3 separate regions of the Mus musculus genome follow, and all the other regions are linked to region 1. The links are chromatin contacts, called in public Hi-C and promoter capture Hi-C maps. All regions are on one chromosome and are shown on one strand. Each heading gives the region's core, a stretch centred on a gene start, on an enhancer-like site or on the middle of the called end of the contact. The rest is flanking DNA. Distances are from core to core; before and after follow the strand shown.

Evidence for each region. Promoter capture Hi-C pulls out the DNA fragments that hold promoters and counts their contacts. A called contact is a pair of places that touch in the nucleus more often than the background predicts.
Region 2: a promoter capture Hi-C map of pre-B cells shows a contact between it and region 1. The contact joins the promoter of Mrpl40 here to the promoter of Klhl24 in region 1. A contact is called at or near these places in 6 of 39 promoter capture datasets (the C10 cell line, the HPC-7 cell line, cranial neural crest and 3 more), 2 of 484 Hi-C or Micro-C datasets (B cells and cardiomyocytes) and 8 of 115 datasets of contacts at active chromatin or transcription factors (astrocytes, embryonic forebrain, embryonic stem cells and 5 more).
Region 3: a Hi-C map of B cells shows a contact between it and region 1, with 8 read pairs. The contact joins the enhancer-like site here to the promoter of Klhl24 in region 1. A contact is called at or near these places in 2 of 39 promoter capture datasets (pre-B cells and stem cell-derived epiblast-like cells), 1 of 484 Hi-C or Micro-C datasets (B cells) and 2 of 115 datasets of contacts at active chromatin or transcription factors (embryonic stem cells and pro-B cells).

What each region holds. Positions count from the first base shown.
Region 1 is chr16:20,096,095-20,099,255 of GRCm38.p6, forward strand. Klhl24 (kelch-like 24) reads left to right here and starts at 1,460. Exons shown (of 8, transcript NM_029436.3): 1 at 1,460-1,577.
Region 2 is chr16:18,875,219-18,878,379 of GRCm38.p6, forward strand. It overlaps Mrpl40 (mitochondrial ribosomal protein L40), which reads right to left and starts at 1,419. Exons shown (of 4, transcript NM_010922.2): 1 at 1,253-1,419; 2 at 106-189. The coding sequence starts at 1,305. It overlaps Hira (histone cell cycle regulator), which reads left to right and starts at 1,532. Exons shown (of 25, transcript NM_010435.2): 1 at 1,532-2,301. The coding sequence starts at 2,265.
Region 3 is chr16:19,006,482-19,009,642 of GRCm38.p6, forward strand. No RefSeq gene overlaps it. Among named protein-coding and RNA genes, the nearest start is that of Hira, 130 kb to the left of the region's middle. Within about 2 kb of position 1,475, at least 27 of the 459 cell types and tissues checked have an H3K27ac peak or open chromatin away from gene starts, as enhancers often do. A contact at or near this core is called in B cells and pro-B cells, where this site is marked.

The DNA of each region.
Region 1 (3,161 bases), core at 210-2,709:
AGAATTCCAGCATCCCTACATGGTAGCTCACACTCTCTGAAACCAACTCCAGTGCTGGGGAATCTGGTGCCTTCTTCTGGCCTCCATGGGCATTGCATGCAGGCACATGGTACACAGACGCAGACAAAACATATTTAAATTTTAAATTTTTAAATAAATAGAGCTGAAGAAATGACTTAATGGCTAAGAGCACTTATTGCTCTATCTGGATTTCAGCTCCCAGCACCTGCAGCTCCAGGGGGACCCAATGACTCTGATCTTTACCAGCACTCAGATAGCCAATACAGACACACACAAAGAATTAATAATAATAATAATAATAATAATAATAATAATAATAGACAATTTAAAAAGAATTCTAGATAGTTTTCCTTCAAGTTATGTATCTTGTTTAAATCAATTTGTGGAGAAGAGAGGGGAAGAGAAGGAAGGAGGAGGAAAAGAGGGGAGGAGGGGAAAAGGACGAGGGAAGGAAGGAGAGAATATGAAAATAAATCTTCTTGCTTTGACAAGAGAAAACCAAAGAAAGGACTCTCTAAGCTGATAGCACCAACTGGTCAAGCCAGAGTGGCAAGCAGTTTTACTGCAGGCCTAGCCATAAATCTTAGAAAAGTCAAAGAAAGGTCCCCCCCACTCCACCCCCCACCCCCGCGCCCCAGGAAGTACTCAGTAGGCTTTTTTTAAGTTAATAGAACATGAAAAGGAGACCTAAAAGCTTATCAAATGGCCTGCCTGTCAACTCTGCTCCTCTCTCTCTACCTTGTGGCAACACATCTAATTTTAACGGAGGCAAGGCTGTCTTAATGAAGTGCAGAAGGAAGAAGTACGTAACTTTTGTCAGAAGCCAGAACTATCCAAACATTTTCAAGAGCAGAGGACGGCCATCCTTGAAAAGGAATCTCCTAGAAACAAAACATCTTGAAGAAGATTCCATGTGCCTCGGAAAATAAAGGTTTGTTACAATTTTTGTTCAACTCCTGCATCTGATTAAGACAAAAATTAAATTAAATTTAAAAAGTAACTGAGGCTCTGATAGCGACCTTGACAGATTTACAAAGAAAGCGTCCTCTGCAATTATGACCAGGCTTCTAGTACACTCCACCTCTCAGGCCCTCTGATTTCCCAAGTGTGTTAGAACATGGTAATTAAAACAAGCCTTATTCCAAGCTCTAAGGTTGGCTAAGTCCTGGTCTTGTGCTTTGGCTTTGGGATGTAAAGGGCTCTTTGAAAACAATCAACATACCACTTCTGTCTTGATCAAGATGCATTCCTTTAATCTTATTCTACCTTAAATAAATGTTTGGAATTAGCAGCCCGGGGTTGGGTTTCCGCCCTCTAGCGGAACCCAGATGGCCTGAGAGCCCACCGGCAGTAAAAACTACGTCTCCCAGAATGCTCCGGGAAGGCGGATGCCTCCCCCCCATTGGCCAAGGGTGGGTGACGCTAAGTGTTTTGGCTCGACGGTCACATGTTTCCTTTGTTGTGAGCAGTGGCAGAGACTGGCGGTGGCTCGAGGAGACGCCGGCGCAGCAGGGACGGGGGTCGCCGCTCGTGCCGCTTCCAGCCTGCGCCGAGAGGTACCAGGGTGGCCGCTCCAAGCGGCATGCGACCGCGGCGCTGATCCCCGGCACCGGCGGGAGGGAGGCGAGGTCCCTGGCTGCCAGAAGCCCGATGCGGCCTCGGGCGTGGGGACAGGGCAGGGACGAGCCCCGCGGCAGCAATACACTTAGGGTGGAAGCGGCCGGAGTGTTTCGGCCTCGGACCTGGAGTTTCCGTGGGGTGACCGTGAGTGCTGTCGCCTAGCACGGATAAGGATCGGGGTGCTGGGGCCATAGCAGCCAGCAGCACAGTTGCGAAACATGCGGGGCGTGGTCACCTGACCGTTACCCGCCCCCGCGAAGCCTTTGTTTACCGGGAGCGCGGCCTCGGGCCGTCCCGGGGGAGCCCCCACCCGGCTGCCCGCTTCCTTCTCAGGGCCCTCTGCTTCTTAATTTAGTTCCCAATGTTCCCGCCCCCAAGCCCTGGGCACCCGAGGCGAAGATCGTTCGGGCGGCCGGGATTGGGCGCTGCAGGCGGGCCGGGCCGGCGAGTTCCGAATTTTTATTGGCAGGGGGTGGTAGGTGGGTGGCCCGTGCCAGGCAGTCCCGCCCTCGCCTGAAGGTGACCTGGAGGACGCGGGCGCCGAGGGAGGGGAGCAGCGGGGCGGTGGGTAGGAAGGGGGCGTGCCCTGCAGAGGCCAGGGGGTGGGGGCTAACCCGTAGCTCCTGGCGTAGGACAGCGCGCAGCTCTGCGAAGTTGCCCTTGCCTGCTCTGTCCAGCCTTAGGTAGTAAAGGATGACCCACAAGGCCACATTTGAGAAGCTTCAATATCAGCTCTAGCGGATTTTAATCATGTCAATTTTTTTTTCTGTTAGTGTTCTCAGCTGACACCTGGCACAACCACCAGATGGTTGATGGTTGATAATGGTTTGGTGTTTTGTTTTTCTTTATTAGGATTTAATATGTATCCCTTGCCACTAAAAATATAAACGGTGGCTTTTACCTTTAAAAAAAAAGATATTTTGAGGTTATTCACCTAAAAGTTTTTTGGTTTTGGATTTTTGAATGAGCTTTCTTAGTTTTCCCTTTTTGGGGCACACAATTTCGTGTATTAATCTCCCAGGTAATTGAGAAGTTTCTGATAAGTGAGTTGAAGGTGTGTTTGGAAAACTGTACATTAAGATAACCGAAAGCCCAGTCATTTCCAGACGGAGGATATTAAAGGTGGTTTTCCAAATCTCTTAAACTTATGGTGCAGCTAGGTTTTGTCATTTTATCTCAGAAAAGTTGAGTTTCTTCAGTAAAGCAGGTATAATATACTTAATAAAGCAGCCTTAATATACTTTTTAAAGATTTATTCTGTGTGGGTGTTTGACCAGCATGTACCCACCCACCTGTGTTCGGTGCCAACGAAGGCCAGAAGAGGGCGTCAGATCTCCTGGAACTGGAGTTCTAGATGGTTCAAGTTGTCAGCTGCCTTGTGAGTGCTGGAAACCAAACCTGGGTCCTCTGCAAGAGCACTGCTAAACCATCCTTCCAGCCCCTCTTAATATTAAAAATCCAAGTACTGATGCCTGTTAGAATAAGAAGTTGTCTGATCAGGACACATAGTCACTCGTATA
Region 2 (3,161 bases), core at 169-2,668, 1.2 Mb before region 1:
GAAATCTGCTTGCTAACCCAAGGTTGGGCACTCTTGCTTTGTTTTGGTCATATGCATACACGTGTTTCTCATACCCCAAGAGCTAAGGGTTATGCTGGATTTTACCTCATGGGGATGAGATCCCAGAAGGCCAGTAAGGAAGCTCTCTGGTGGGTGTGTCTGACGTGTGCCTGGCAGGTTCCAGGGATCCTGAAGGAGAGAAGGGTATGTATAAAGATCTGGGGAAAGAGAAGGCACATACACATAACTATAGGTCTTCCTAAAACCCGGAGGATGTTTGTAAGTATCTATTTTGTATTTTTTTCAGACAAAAGTCTCCCTAATTCGGGCTATCTTGCAACTTGAGACAATTTTCTTGCCTCAGCTGCTCCACCATGTCTAGTTCATTTGTATTAGGCCAGCAAGGTCAAAGTGAGGAATTTACAGAACTCTGTTTCTCACTGGGGCAGAGCCTTTACTTGCTCTGGCAGGATCTTCTTCTTCTTCTCCTTCTTCTTCCGTCTCTCTGTTTCTTTCTGTCTCTCTCTCTCTCCCCTTCTCTGTCCCCTCTCTTTCTCTGCCTCTACTCTCTTCTCAATTCCCCTTCCCATACCCACAAATAAACTCTATTCTATACTAGACCTGTCTAGTATATGACTGGTACCTCGAGGAAGGAAGGAGGGATGCTTCAGTGTGGACCACTGAGTAAAGTACCCCCTCCCACTGTACTATACGTCCCTTCTATAAAACATATCCTTGGATTTTTAAAAACACATTGCTCTTCTTCCTTTTTTTTTTTTTTTTTTTTTTTTTGGGTTTTTTTGAGACAGAGTTTCTCTGTAAAGCCCTGGCTGTCCTGGAACTCCCTTTGTAGACTGGGCTGACCTCGAACTCAGAAATCCGCCTGCCTTTGCCTCCCAAGTGCTGGGTTTAAAGGCGTGCTCCACCACGCCCGGCGTCTTTTTCTTCTTTTTAAAAATGGGGTGTAATATAGCCAGGTTTGTATGCAGCTGTTACGACCTTGACTTTCTGACCTAGCCTCCACCTCCATAGTGCTGGGGTTGCAGGAGTAGGCCACCACTTAAGCACGACTTAGGCTTCACACTTGTTAGGCAAATAGCCTGTTAAGTGAGTACACTTCCAGTTCGGATTTTCATCCGCAACAGATGCGGTAGGCTCATGCCCAGAAATAATCTGCGAGCACTAGCGAGCAGCTACGGGGCAAAGCCCGCGCACGCGCCCTGGGTATTCTGCCACCCGCGGCTACACTCACCAGCTCCGAGGCCGCAGAGCCCGCGCAGCACACAGCATCACCCCGGTAGCCATAGTTTTTCACGCCACCCGCTGGCGGGCAGCTTCCGGGAGCACGCCCCTGGGCGGTCCGACCTGAGGTACCCGGTCGGGTCTGGCAGGCCTCGGCCCGGAACTCGCGGGTCTGGGATTCCGAGAGGCGGGCCCGCAGCTGGCCCCGCCCCCGACGCAGCCCCGCCCCGGGCAAGCAACGGTGGCTTCGCCGCGCCCTTTTGCGGGCGTCCCGCCTTCTGTGGATGCTGCGGTGTTTTCCTGCTCTCTGCTCCGCCTGGCCTATGTGTTTACATCTATGAAAACGCCCCGCTCTTCTAATAAATGCGCCCGTCTGGCCCCCTATCCTTCACCAGCCTAGTTCTTTTATGCATGCAATCGAGCTCAGGGCCCGCTGCCGTCTGCCGCTAGATGCATGCTGGCGCCCGCCCGGCTGGCGCTCGCGAGATGCCCAATAGCGCGAATTGATGGATGGCGGAAGCTAGTTACTAAGCTGGACTCGGAGCCGCGGAGGTAGAACTAGAGATCTGCACACCACCCTGGTTCTGCATCGCCGGGCGGGATCTCAAGGCTTTGCCAGCCTGCTCACACCGACCCTCATCGGCGACCACATCAGTGGCAGCGGAGTATCCCCGTCCTCCCCCCCCTGTCTACCGAAGAACCGAGGCGGCCCGGTCCGCGTAGGGAGCGGTTTCCCGCCGGGGCGATTTGGCAGGTGCGCGCCGTGACTTCCGGCGTTGCCCGGGAGCCGCCGGAGGAGGAGCGGCGCAGGGGATGCGGCTGTGGCGGCGGCGGCGGCGGCCGAGCGCAGGAGGCGGCTGTGGCGGCGGCTGGGGGCACGGGCCGGCGATGGCGCGGCGGCGCTGAGGGCAAGGGTGGGCGGCGGCCGGAGGGCGGGCGGCGCGGGAGGAAGCTGCGGCAGCTCCATGGCCCAGGCGTGCTGAGGGACACGGCTCTGGCTTCAGCCCGGCAGCGGCCGAACAATGAAGCTCTTGAAGCCAACCTGGGTCAACCACAATGGTGAGTGCACGCAGGAGTCGTGGGCGGCCGAACCTGCATCGGGGTGGGGTCTGGGATTGGCTTGCGGCGGTGCTCAAGTCCTGCCCACCTTGTCCAGACGCTGGTGCCGGGTGCTGGAGCTGCAGAACGGGCAGGAGCAGACTTTGTCCCCGGCTCTGGGACACCGGCGAGCCCGGGCACGTGCTTCGGGCTGGTTGCAGCGAAGTCCGCCTTTGCCTCAGGCAATGGCGCTGTGTCCTGCGCCGCCCACCCTTAATCTGGGATGCCTGGCTCTGGTGAGCCGGCTTGGGTACCGACCTGGTGCTGCCATCCGGCTTCACCATCCAGTATGTGCTCAGATGGTTGTGAGTATGAAACTGGGGCGACATCCCCCTTGTGGCCTTTCAGCGGCTCGGTGAATCTGCATGAGATACTTACTGGCTGTATTGCCCTTTCTGAGGCCTGGAGTTTGTGACAGTGCCCCCACTCGGGCTATTGCGATCCTGGAATGGGAAGGGCCTGGGCTCAGGTCCTACGGAGGACCACGAAAGAACCACGTTTAATGTAAGGATTGGGGCTTCAGATGACTAAGATTGGGGCCAGTGGTGCACAGGAGACAAGCGACTTTGGATCCGTGATAGTGACTTCAAATAGCAGATTCCTACACCCTGGTGGAGAAAGCAGCCGGTGGCATCCAGTTTTGTCGAGAACTACTGCAGGAGGTTGTTTGCTCTCTGCCGAGCGAGTGAGGAAGAGCTAGAGCCTTTCCCCCCAGCTAGTACTTGAGTCTCTGGAAGGACCCGAAGGAAGCACGAGGAAGCAGCCAAGCTCTGCTGAAAGAGGAAGGGTCTTTCCTCCTTTCTACTTTGTATTGCATCTAG
Region 3 (3,161 bases), core at 225-2,724, 1.1 Mb before region 1:
AGGAGTAAGACAAAATTAACTCCCAAGTATTTTGACTTCTAGCCCAGGCCCTTATATCTATCTGATGAGTCAGGTAAACATCCAGGAAAATAAGATATATATACCTGTGGTCACACAAGGTGTTTAGTGTAGAGTGCTACCCACTTCTGGACAATGGACATGCTCACATGGAGGTTATTTTCATCTACCATGAAAATACCATGAAGAGCCTTATGTCATTTCAAGGGTGTAGAAATTAAATAGCTACAAGATCAGATGTTCATAGGGTCTGAGCTACAGGTAGTATGGCTTGTAGTAAACTAAATAAATTGTCAAATGTGTGGAAGGTCATCAGCAGAGAGTTCAGGACAGTCTGGAGGACCGTTATTTCTGTAGAAGGTGTTGGTGGACATCCAGAGATATATACTGCTCCAAGTTCATCAGCTCTTGACCCTATCTAAGCTACTCACTTTCTATTGTTAAATCTGTTGCCTCTTCTGTATGAGGTTTTGATTAAGAATAAGTCCCAGAGGATGGATTTGGAGATTGAAAGAGATGTTATCTGCATTGTGCTTGACATATGGGGCCCCTTACTAATCCCAGCCACTATTATAATCACCTAGGACACTGCCTAGACCTGTTCTCTGATTTTTTTTTATGACCTTTAACTATTAACATTCCTTCTTTGAGCACCACCCTCCCAGTTTTCCCAATGAGGATGTCAGAAAGATCCCCAGATCTCATATATCTTGGAAATCATAGAATTGTTATAGGGTAGGGTTGATTGTGGAGGTAGGATCTAGGCCTGGTAAGATAGAAATGCCTCAGTTGCAGAGGATAAAATGAGAGATAGGACAAAGTGTGTGTGTGTGTGTGTGTGTGTGTGTGTGTGTGTGTGTAGGGGTAGACCTATTTGCTTTTTCTAGCTTTACTCAACAAGATTTCTGTTGGCCACTTTGGAAATCCCCAAGCTAAAGTTAGTTCTGTGTTGACTGAAACAAAAACTCAAGGTCACAAAAAGAGAGAAATAAACAGAAGTGAAACCAAGCTGATGGTAAGCAAAGCATGACAAACAGAACCAGGTGTGGCCCTCGAGAAGGAAAAGGCCATTTTGATTGTAGTTGAATGTGTCTCTCATAGGTAGGACTATCAAGTCTACATTACATCCTTTCAAAATCCAAGCAATAGTCCTAAGGCCTGATGCTGCCTTCTATCTGGCTTCATCCTCATATTCCAAGCTCAGCCTTTAATATTAAAATCTTGGAAGTGCAGGGCAAATGAAGTTTTAGAATCAACCACTTGTCACTTTGCATGTTAGCAGGGTACCAGAGAGGAGTTGACTGGATCAGAACTATGGAGTTCTATCTCTATTTCCTAACCTGGAAAGAAATGAATAACTGAGTGAACAAGCACAAAAACCCCAGTTACTTGAAATTCTATGAAAATGACACATGATTTCAGTCCTTCATAACTTTATCTCCTGTGTCCACAGATTGGGACTTCCTCCTCATGACCAGAAATTCTGCTTTCAGGACTTCATCATGGTGATGTCACATGGCCTAAGTGACATGGAGACTCAAAGCTAGAGTTTACTTTTTAAATTTTTATTATTTTGTTTCGTGTGTGTGCGTTTGTGTTTGAAAAATTGGGGGCCACTTGTATGTCACAGTAATCATGTGGGGGCCAAAGACCGACTTGTTAGAGTTTATTTCATCATTGAGTCTCAGGAAGTGGATTAAAAGGAATGTTTAGTCTGCTGAGCCATCTCACTGGCCACTCAGGGTACACTTTTAAGAAGAAAATTATATACACTTTCACAGGGTCTAAGTTGCCTTGGAGAAGGAGCTGGATGGATGTCTACAGCAGTGAAGAGGGACCCATGGGCATGTGAGAAGGACAATATCTCATCTTTGTTTAATGACATTATTTCTTACAGAGAATAGTCTAGAAAGAGCCACACCAACACACTTTCAGGGTGTTTTCTAGGATAAACTAGATTTTTTATTAAAAAATTAACTTTATGTATACAGATGTTTTGTTAACAAGTATGTCTGTATCATATGCATGTGTGTTGCCCAAAGAGTCCAGAAGAAGGCATTGGATCACCTGAACTGGAGCTATATTTGTGAGTTATTATGTAGGTACTGTGAATTGAATCCAGGTCTCCTGAAAGAGCAGCCCATCCTCTTATCTACTGAGCCATCTCTCCAGCCCTGAAGTTTGTTTCTACATGTTTTCTAGCTTTTCAAAGAATATGTTTAATTATAAAACAAAAGCATGGGGTTATTTAATAATCATTATTCTCTTTTTGAGAAAAGCTGACAATGCATCTGTAAAAGCATGGATACTGTGTTACTTTGAAGAGGTTGAAAGGTGAGATGTGAGCTAGGTACATGGGTTTATTAATATAATTCCAGGACTTGAGAGGCTGAGACAGGAGGGTGATCCAAACATACAGATTCAAGATCAACTATATATCAATATCTGTCTCACATAAATACGTATACATATACATAATTTCATGAATATGGATATGAGGTGTGTATGTATGCCTTTGTCTGTGCCTATACTTATTGTCTGCATCTATGGCTAACCACTGTGGATATCTGTGGAGCAGAAATTTAGGTTATATTGGTTTTTAATTTTTATCTACATTAAAATATAACATCATATTTTTGGCAAACTATGGGAAAGAAATTTTATATCTTTTAGTCTTTTTGCTCTAGGTCAGTTAACACTAGACAAACATGTATTTCCTGTCTGTTCACATATTTACTAGAAGAACTCTGTATTTGGTGTTACATTGAAAACAAGACAGAAAACCATCCATCTAAGTCTTAATCCTTAAATCAACATTCATTGGCTTGATTGATTATCAGAGAGATGTGGAAAATTATCCATTGTCTTTGTTTACCTACAGTTTGCATGGTCTAAGAAATTTTAGGAGACTTTCACCTATGTCTTCATTTGGTATCTGTTCTCTAAGCATCATGAAGATAGCCACCATTATTTTTTGTTCACTTCCCACTTCTTTATCCAGTTCTGTGAGTGTAATATTATAGTCTAAAACTAAACTAAGAGAAGCTGAACCACTGCTGTTCTGAACCACCCTGCCACCTTCATCCCCACATTCCTCTTCCAACGGCCACATTGACCTAAGTAAAGCTTTTGATCCAAAAAGA